Linked DNA regions of Gossypium hirsutum: region 1 is linked to region 2. A link is a contact called in public Hi-C data. All regions are on one chromosome and are shown on one strand. Each heading gives the region's core, a stretch centred on a gene start, on an enhancer-like site or on the middle of the called end of the contact. The rest is flanking DNA. Distances are from core to core; before and after follow the strand shown.

Region 1 (5,268 bases), core at 868-3,367, 310 kb before region 2:
AAAAAAAAACTAATTCATTTGCTAAGTAAAATATATGATTATATGAGTATTTTTATCTTTTTACATTTTTATAACTCGATAAAAAATTATCGATGATGAGATTCAAGCCAAGAACACCATGCATGTAAAACATTTTCATTTGCCAATTATTTTAATGCAATTTTTTTTGTTTTTATATGAAACTTTAATAAATATATATTTTTTATATATTTGTGCATCTATACTATTTTTAAGTCTTTTATTAAGTTGGTGTCACCCATCAATTGGGTCCTAATTGAATCATGAAATTACCAAAAAACCAGTGTATTTGTAAAATAACATTGTTGTGTTAATTTCATGTGTGTTTTTTTTTTGTATAAATGTCGTTTTAAGTACTTGATTTCTATACAAATACACATGTGATAAAGTTTCTAATATTAATGATGTTGTTCATTGAGTTAGTGTTACAAATTAACTTGAGACTAACTCACGATCCATAACAATACAATGATAAACAATTGTATCCATTTAGTATTTTTAATTTGATGTGTTTTTGTATTTAAATTTTATTTTTACTCATAATTTAATATCATATATGTTTCATTTGTTACAACTAATTTCAAATTATACTTATTATTATTATTATTTATTGTATGCTCTAATTTTCATATATAATTACTTTTGAGAACTTGAAAAATAAGGTTGATTAATTAATCATGGCATTTGCACACAAATCCCCCATCTTTGTCCAAATCTTGAATCTAGCTCACTTTTGCAAAATAAATATTTTCATAGTTAAAATGATTTGGATGAATTGCTTTATAACAAAATATTATCCAAAGTTAATAAAATGAGTAGAAGGGTGTCGGTGACAATTATATGAAGGCACCATCTCTTGCCACGAGATGGTGTCACATGCTTGTTTAACAGAAAGGGGTAGGTGGGACCTTATTTCATAATTAAAAAAATAAAAATGCATGATTTAATTGCTGTTTTAGTCCTTCTTAATTTAATCTTCTAATACCTTGGTAACACATTTTGCTGCTCTTCTTCACTTCTTTACTTCTTAATACTATTGATAGAAACAATTTAAACTTACTAATACTATTATAAATATTTTAAATCTTAATTTATATATAAAATATTTCCTCGACATTATCTAAAATGTTGAATTATTGCAGTAGGAAATAGTACATCTCTTCCAACATATTATGTTCATATTGATTTTAACAAAATTCCAAAATGATATTTTGATCAAAATAATTTAACGCGATAATTATTTAGATGAATTAATTACATTATAAAAATAAAAGATTATATTAAAATTTAAAATTTAAAATTTAAATGTAGTAGGGAACCAAAACCATAATTTTGACATTTTTGGGATTTTGTTATTCATATGCACAAAATTTGATAATTGTTGCCTCAGATCCAAAGTAAGCCCTTTTTCAGTAAGGACAATGTGAAATTGCAGTGTTAACTCACAGTCTTACATATCCTTTTGAGAGAGAATACTTCTGCAAAAAGAAAAAGAAAGAAAAATCCGTAACACCATGTATGTAAAATCTTCTAATTCTCTTTACCCAAAATCCAACAATAATTAAAACCTCTAATTTTGTCTTTCAGTCCCTGTACTTTTTATACTTTTTATATTCAGTCCTTTGTTTTTTATTTCAATAATTTAACCTTTCTACTAGTCTAATTTAAGTCTCCAAATATAACGTTTTCTTCACTTTATTATTTAAACTTTTTTTTCTCATTTTAACATATAAACTATGATTTTTGTCTATTTTATTAAAAAGATTGTCCATAAAAAATGACACATGTTCCTTAAAAGAAAAAGAAAACGACAAATGCCACATTTTTATTGCACTAAAAATCAAGTCTAACTAATATCACTATCTCATTTCAACATGTGATATCAACTTAACTTTATTTTCTAAGTAAGAACTCTGAATATCAAAAGGCCACACATTAATAAAATTTAACAGAAATCTACTATTTATGTTATCAATTACAATTGTACAGGGATTTAATTTTAAAAGTCTTAAAAGTATAGGGGCTGAGAGCAAAATTAAACCCGAGTAAAAATGAAGGAAACCCAGTCCCCCCCCCTCCCTGGCAATTCACTCATATATACCTCTCTTTTTTCTGTCATTGTTTGATCCCACAAAGACCTCCATTTCTTCAATTTAAAGCTTCTTATCCAATAATTGTAACACCCATGTCCCAGTAGGAGTTGTTTCCCACAAAGGGTAAATAGAAAGTGAGATAAATAGGAGGGCAAAAGAGATGGATTCAAGTAATAGCAGAAGAACAGGAGGTAAAAGCAGTGTTGTTGCAGGCTCAGTGTGGGAAACCAGGATGAAAAGTGATGAATTCAAAGGTGGGATCAAGGTCTTCAATGAAGAAGAAAACGGCAATGGTGAGGGAAACAATGCTGGTGGTAATAAAAGGTTGAGCTTGAAGAAAGGGCAAACCTTTGGGGGTGTAGGTGTTAGTGGGAAGAGAAAGACATGGAAAAGTGAAAGCTTTGAAGGGTTGGAGAAGAACCCAATTAGGGTAGCTAAAGGAAAATCCATGGAGCATTGCAAAGACTTGAGCTTGTCTGTTGATGGGATTAAGAAGGTTCCCATTCAGGTCAAGAAAGGGATTAGGGATCTTAGTAAATCTGTTGATGGAATTGAGAGAACCCCAATTCATAGTAAGAAGCTAAGATCTGATGTTGCTAAAAAGGGTGTTGAGATGAGCAGCAAAGATGGCATTGAATCAGGCGAGGGAATAGAGGGGAATTCAGTGAAGGCCTCAGCTCAATCTTGTAATGAAAATGGAAATGATGATAAAGTTTTAGTTTTTGATGATGAAAAAATTGAAGGGAGTGACAAGGACTCAAATGAAAACTTGAAGTATGAATCTGAGTGGGAGGAGCATTGCAAAGAGTTTGGTGTGTGCCAAGAAATGGTCATTTCAAGCAATGGTGATGATGAAGAAGATGAAGAAATGGAGGATGTTGGGGATGAAAAGAAAAGCTTTGACATTAAGGAAATGAATGTACCAGAGGTGGAGAAGAAGCCTAACAAAGTTCCTAATGAAATGAAGCCCAATAAAGCTGTAAATGAAGTGAAAAAGTTGCAAGAAGATAACAAGCCTAGCACAGTTACTAATGGAGTGAAGAATACTAGTCAATTCCCTAACAAAGCTGCACCATTTTCTCCAACTCTTAACAAGCAGCCACCACCAGTTGTAAAGAATGCTACCCTTTGTAAGTTTTGTGTTCCCATTTGATGCTATATTGAGATAAGCAACTCTCTTTTAGTGCTAAATGAATGTTGCTAATGACCTTATTGCTTGGAATAAATTGCAGATGACGATTACCATTATCAAAGTTTCCCCCAAACTCAGAACCAATTGCACAATTTAGGTATATTTAACTGATTCCATTCCTTGGAAACAACATCAATGAATTCCATAGCTGCAACTTTATTAAACCCTTTTCATCTTTTCAGTTGATTTAGTAATGTGGAGGGATGTATCGAAATCGGCATTAATCTTCGGGGTCGGAACATTCATCATCATTTCATCATCTTACACACAAGACCTCGACATCAGGTCTCAGAATTGTCATCCTTTTTCCTTTCTAATCTTTTTTGAGTCCATCACTAAAACTCCTCGTTCAATGTTTCAACAGCTGCATTACAGTAACTTCCTATGCGGGACTTGTTTACCTTGCTGCTATATTCCTTTACAGATCAATCATCTGCAGGTAAACACATTGCATTAGATGCCATTAATGAACAAATAAAGACCTTCTCCCCCTCCCCCCTAACTTTCTATGATAATGCAGGGGAGTTGTGGATGTAGATGAATCAAGGTGTGTGGTTGGAGAAGAAGCAGCAATTTGGGTACTTAAATTGGTTCTTCCATATTTGAACGAGTTCTTATTAAAGCTGAGAGCACTTTTTTCTGGTGATCCTTATACTACAATGAAGGTAAATTTCCCATTGTTTTTTTTCAACCATTTGGTTTTGATTTTTAAAGAAAGTTGATCAATTGGGACCATTTGCAGTTGGCAGTGCTACTATTTGTTTTGGCCAGATGTGGCAGCTCCATAACTGTCTGGAAAATGGCCAAATTGGGTAAGTTTTTTTTTTTTTCCTCTTGGTTGAGATCATGAGTTTTAGGTCAAATTATATTTTGGTCCCTCTATTATACTCAAATTTGATATTTAATACTTATTAGCATAATTTCACATAATGCAATCTTCTACTTTTGCAAGAATTTGTCATATACACAACAATATGCGTGAAAAAAATATTTGACATAAATTTTTTATTTAAGAAAATAATAATATTTAAAATAATTATTTCTTAAAATAAATTGAAGGTAAATGCTAGATATTTAAAATAAATTATTTCTTAAAATAAAATTTAAAATTAAAACACTTAATTAATCCAGTTTATTTTTGAATTTTACAGATTTTTTTTTATTTTGTTTACTTACACCAACTGAATTGTTGACATCAACTCGGTCACACAAAGTATAATAGTATAAATATCGATAATTATAATGGTATATATTATTGAAATGGTTTTTTTGGGTATTGGAGTGAATGGTTTTTTTAAAAAAAAATCATTTCAATATTTTAATTGAAATAGTTAATTATTTTGACCGAGACATTATAAAAGTAAAAAATTATGTCAAATTAAAGTATAAAGATTAAATTTAAATTTTAAGTATAATAGAGGGACCAAAGCTAAAATTTGACCTTGTAAATAAAAGCAAGTTAGACAATCATGGCTGAAGTAAATAACAACTATATAAAACAGAACAGTTAAATTGTTTCGGTGAAAACGAGATCTAAATGACTGCATGTTTTTACCTTTTTAACTGAGGCATGGTTTTGTTGTTGATTGTAGGGTTTTTTGGGGTTTTCACTGTTCCAAAAGTCTGCTCTTCTTATTCCCACCAATTAACTGCCTACGGTAAAAATTCCTATCCCAATTATCTCCCATCAATCATATATTATACACTCATGGATTGGACCCGATCGAGGTTCGATTTTAAAATTTTTTTTTAGCCTGAACACATCTTAAAAACACATTTTATGGTTTTAAAAAAAAAAAGCCGGGTTAGACTAGTCTAAATTGAAAAATGTAAACTCAAGCATAATCTAAAATAAGTTGAGTTGACTGTATGATCTATGAACGCCTCTAATATAATATCATTGCCCCTACATTTGTCTTTTTTCTTCATATATTGTATGTTTGATTTGATTGATCTAATTTATAT
Region 2 (5,710 bases), core at 2,321-4,820:
TCATGACCATCACAACGATTTATTGAAACACTTGAGAATCTTAGTCTAACCAAATTGATGCTTTGTCAAATATGTCACAATCTTGTAGACAATGAACAACTAACATCGTAGACAATGAACAACTAACATCAAAGAGGCTGAATCCTTTCATGGCCCAAGTAAAAAATTCGTTCTTGTTCGAATAAACATGGAACGAACAAATAAAAAACTTGAAGAGAATTACTAGAAAGCTTAATTAATATTAAATTAACTAAATGGGAGATTGGACTTTTTTGTTAAATCTGGCTCTCATGTTCTTTTTCATGAAAAAGTAACCCAACTAGGTTGTAATCGAATATATCGAGTTGGAAGCTTAATTTCAAATTTTTAATACTTAAAGATTAATTCAAGCAGACTTTATTTGAATTCATTTGATTTGTTTATCTACATTACTTCAAATTTGAAATTCACAAAAATTATAATATACTCTTTGAAAATAAAATCATGGTATCAAAGTTAAATCCAAATCTTCATAATTAAAAAATCCGTCAAATAATTTTTTTACGAAATATTTGCATTTAAACTAAGGAGTTTGATACTCATTCTAATTTTTTAAAAATAAAATAGTAAATAACACAAGTATATAGATAACTACTTATCACTTAAAGTAGATAATATTAAGTTGAATTTATTTTATTAAAATTTTGAAATAATTTATCATTAAAAAAATAGATAGTCGTATATAAAGCATTGTTATTAATCCAAGAAGACAGACTAAAACGTATTCTCCTCCTATTTATGAGTTAAAAAAGAACTATAGATAATTCTAAACATTGTGTCAAAAAAACAGATATAATCAAAACCTATAATGAAATTATTCAAAAAAATTTTAAGATATTCAGAATTTATTTCATACTTATTATATCAAAAAACCCATAGAAAAAAAATTGTATTTGGAAGAATTTATCTTTTCGCATTATGCTTGAGTTAATTAAACAAAAATATTTTTAGTTTTTCTGAATAATGATTTTTAATTCTCCAATCAACTTTCATAAACTTTTACCAACGAAATAGACAGTTGCATTTTTTTACAAATATAAAAATATGTTAAAAGTAATATAAAATAAGCTGCTGATGAATCAGAAAGAATCAAACAAAAATCATAGACTAGTTTTAAAAACAACGCTCGAGCTCGACTAAACCCGGTAAAATAGATGTCCTAACATATTATAATTTGATCGTCTTTAACAAATTATTTTTCCATTTTATGGTCCATAAATATTTGTTTTTCAGTTCATAAAAGCTAACCCTTTCAGAGTTTATGGCTGCTGCTTCCACCAATGTCATTTCCAGAGTTTGAACCTAAATTCTCTCCCTCCTATTGATTTGGCTACTTTTACTGCCCCACCATAGAAAAGCAATTTCAATAGTCAAGCATGAAACTAAGTCCATGAACCAATAACAATGTTATAACCGGACAGACAGTTTGGATCGAGCTTAGCTATGGGTCCTAGCCCCATTAACAACGCAAACTTGAACTGGTTTTTCATAAATAGAGGACAAAACATCTGATAAAATTGTTGGATTTCCAAATGGCTTGCTCCTACTAAACACATAATTTAGTAAAGGGAAAAAAAGCCTAGCATATTTAAGAAACACCGAGCAGTTCAGCATTGCAACAACTTCGGAAAAAGAAAAAAGAAATTCTCAGGCATATTAATCCACAGTTTACTATCAAAAATAAATAAATGGCCCAGAAAAATAGCTTTGATTTTACCAAAGAAACCATCTTCCGGTCACCTAGTCCTTGTGCTGCAGAACAACTTCGACGGCCTCATGTTGTTCACCATAATCCTGCAGAAGAAAGAACCATAGATCCCAACAATAATGAGTCAAGAACATGTACTCAAGTTTTCTAAATATTGCTTGGCAATAGAAATGATTTAAAACGGAAAATAAGGTTAGAAGAAAGAACGAATTTGATTAGACAAATATTTCTGTAAGCAAAACAAGATTGTACTCCCAGGTACATGCTCATACCTTCACAACTACGCAGGAACAACCAACTACCTTTCGTGCTTTACCCTCAGAGTCTATCTTACACAACTGCATGTACAGATGAACACAATTAGCATTTACCAGTTTTCAAGGGCACAAGGCACACTTTAGGAGCTACAACCCTTATACTACCTCGGGCACAAGGTGCCAAAAAGAGTGCTAGTCTGAGTGAAGTGCATTACATATGCATGTGTGTTTTTGTATATAAATATATACAAAACAGCAACTTTTTTTATTGCTCAATATGCATGATTTTCTTATGGTGCATGCCTATTGTCGAATATTCAAATATTGAGAAGTAGAAAATTTAGTACTGACCCTTTCTTACTAGTAAAGATATATCTATTGAAAATTTTGAACAATAAAGGAAATTTAAATGGACTTCAATCAGACAAGATTAAATTTTATGCCTACTGCCTTGCAAAAAAGCACACCTAGGCACATTGGGCAGGTGCCTAATCAAATGGCACTTGCCAAAAAGGACCTAAGAAGCTATTGTTTTCTAGTGCTAAGGCACAAGATGCAATCGTGCCTTGACAATACCGGCATTTACAGAAATAGTAGTCCCTTTCAATTTGACTTTCTAACTTAATGTCTCCCAAAACTAATAACTACTCAACATATCATGAACAAGCAGTATCAGTACAGCACCCTCAGCATGTTCTGATCACAAGGAAATAAATCAAACATAAACAAGCAACAAAATGCCACTTACACCAGCCCACTCGCCGAGTGTTTTTGCGCTCGGGGCACGTAGCACTTTAACATTATGATCAGCACAAAGTGCCTTGACCAGCTTAACATAGTCCGGCTGGTCGCAGTCATCAGCTATAACGCAAAGATGCGCATTGTGCTTTTCAATTGCCTTGGCAGCTTCATGCAAGCCCCGTGCGAGCCCACCGTGAGCTCGTGACTTCCTAACCACAAGGGGCAAGGCTGTGTTGATGTCCATTGGCTCACCGAGTGCAGGCGCCGCCTCGGGTTGGGCAACCGCAACTTCTTCCCTGCAAGAGCAAGCAGCACGAACACAACATAAATACATTAAAATAAAAATAAAAAGTTGTCCCTAATCATGATAAAACTTCCGAATAATAATAAAATCTGAAATAAAATAAACAATTCAAACAAACCCAAAGGGTATATAATGAGAATGCAAAGCAATTCGAATTTCATATGGAGAAATCAGAACAAACCCAACAAAAAGATTAAAATTTATGTGATAGTGTAATGAAAACGGCCTTGAAACCTTTAAAAAGGGATAAATTGTTGCTTACCCTGACATATTTTTGAGCTGAAGTTGGAACCGGAGGTACTGTTTCCTGGTAAAAGAAGAAGAAAAAGACAGCGTTAATGGAACCGGATCTTTTGGCTAATCTAAAAACAGCGAAAGCTAAAGAACAGAAATATGTAGAGCGGCGAACCCACGAGAGATAATTTGCAGCAGCTGGGTGGCGAAGGAATGGGGAAGGGTTTGGCAATATTAGAGAAGGGATTCTTATAAACGAAGCCCTATTTCTTTCAATCTTTTAATTGGGTCCTTTGGGCTCCCCTCTTTCAATTGGGCTTTGCAAAGGTCAAATTTTGTTATTAGTCCATGTATTATGTGTAAGATATAAATTTGATTATTATACTTTTTAAATTAGTCAAATTTAGTCACTATATTTTTTAATTTTAAAATTTTAATCATAATCCAAATAGTATCAGTTATATCCTTTTGATTAATTTTTACTATTAATCATGCATCTGTAAGTAGTTGATTTAGTATTTGTACTTTTAAATTGTTAATTTTAGTCTTTGTATTTTTTTGAATTTTAAAATTTCAATCTTGATTCATATGCTAACATTTAAATTCCTTTGGTTAAATTCTTCTACTAATGCATGAAGTTTGTAGGTTTAGTCCATTTTCTCCAATATTGTTCATTTTTAGTCCTCATACATTTTAAAATTTAAAATTTCAATCTTAACATAAAACAATAATCATTAAATCTACCAATTAAATTTTTTTTATGAGTAATATGTAGAAATAACAAGTTTAAATGACATGACACATGTGATAATATTTGTTGAGGCAAGTATACTTGAAGTGGCTTGTGCAATGTTAATGAAAGTGATCATTGAGCTAACACTGCGACAGACTTTATAACTTTCCATGTTTGAAGTTGGCAATTTTTGAAACAAAAATTTTGAATGTGAATCATGCTAATATTGCAGAAATATGATAGTCCTTCTATGAAGATCAATCCATTTAAAGTAACATATCTTGAGGATTGGATCACATGAAGCAATTAAATTCCTTGAATTATGGAGGTCATATCGAGACTGCATTGAAGACTTATCTCAATCAATCCTACTTATTTTAGACTTCATTGTCATACGATATATATGTTATTTTACCTGTAGTTTTGTAAGGGAATTGATTGTATTAGATCTAGTATAATAGCTACTCTCAAACTCTTATATATTTGAAGAGATTTGTATAGTTCTTGTATTGAGAGTTAATAACACTTTATGTTCATTGAGGAACTTATTCTAGTGAGCGCATTAAGAGAGTAAAACAAATTAGTTACATGGTTTTGCAGTCTAAGTTTTCCCGTTTTCAGTGAAAAACTTAGAAGTGATTGATTTAGATTTTTAAGTACAAAAGAAAGGTTGTTATACAAGAGTGTGATAGAACTTAAACCACTTGTTGTATTTGGTTGCCAGATAGTGAATTTATTCATTGAGCTAGACTTCGTAAACAAAGGAAAATCGATTTGCATAAACAATTTATTCTACTTTTTGTTTTTGTTGTTCTTCTCGCAATGTCACCTTTGGTAGGCACTGCATCCATCACTTCAACACTATATTTGTCGTATAAGACCTTGGAAATAACAAGACTCAACATAATGATTTGATAACTTCATTTTGATTAGAATTAAAATTTCAAAAGTATAAAGATTAAAAAGAAATAAATTAAAATTATAATTTACAGATAATACAAGGACTTATGGTGTAGTTCACCCATAAAAAAATAGCACAAGCCATATCCATCTCTCTTAAAGTTAACCTTATATAAACATTGTTATTGTTCTCTCTCCTTTTGGTTGGCTTAGATTCTAAAGGCTTTAATGCTATGCATTGAACACAAAAATTTGTTTCTAAATTAATCTCAGCAACCTAATGCTATGGAAAACATGTCTGTCTAGATTTGTTTGTTGACATTAGAGGTTGGATTTTTCATGTGTATATTTATTATGGGTAATTGTTTGTTTTTCCTTGATTAAGTTGGTTTAAAATTTCAATGCATTTTCAGTAGTCCAATCATGGGAAAAGTATTTCATACTTCTCCCTGCCGACTCAGATTCTACGTTTCATCATAGAGATAATAAGTAAAAATTTAGGTTATTGCATTTCCGCTTTTGTGCTTTTCATTCACAAATCTATTATGTTTTATTTTTCAATCATGGTATTCTTATTTATACTCTATTACAGTTTATTTTTCATTTGCAATTTCTCCAAGATTAAAGATTTGGTTTTTAGTTTACTTGATATTGTTGTTATTGCTATTGCAACATGCAAAAGGAGGTGAACTTGAGTGTACTTAATCATTTATTATCCTTCAATTCAAGAGATAGAGGTTATGGCTATGTTAACTAGACTTGAGACGTGGGTGTCAAGTCTTAATACATCAAAT

Evidence for each region. Hi-C and Micro-C count contacts between places; a contact is called where the count stands out from the background.
Region 1: a Hi-C map of hypocotyl shows a contact between it and region 2, with 3 times the contacts expected there. The contact joins the promoter of LOC107901585 here to the promoter of LOC107893657 in region 2. A contact is called at or near these places in 14 of 34 Hi-C or Micro-C datasets (anther, hypocotyl, leaf and 2 more).

Annotation. Positions count from the first base shown.
Region 1 is chrA06:36,318,410-36,323,677 of Gossypium_hirsutum_v2.1, reverse strand. LOC107901585 (reticulon-like protein B21) reads left to right here and starts at 2,117. Exons shown (of 9, transcript XM_016827641.2): 1 at 2,117-3,241; 2 at 3,344-3,400; 3 at 3,486-3,588; 4 at 3,668-3,742; 5 at 3,824-3,968; 6 at 4,046-4,115; 7 at 4,896-4,961. The coding sequence starts at 2,272.
Region 2 is chrA06:36,007,832-36,013,541 of Gossypium_hirsutum_v2.1, reverse strand. It overlaps LOC107893657 (40S ribosomal protein S12-2), which reads right to left and starts at 3,570. Exons shown (of 5, transcript XM_016818711.2): 1 at 3,463-3,570; 2 at 3,312-3,356; 3 at 2,753-3,041; 4 at 2,020-2,085; 5 at 1,499-1,833. The coding sequence starts at 3,319. The coding sequence ends at 1,780.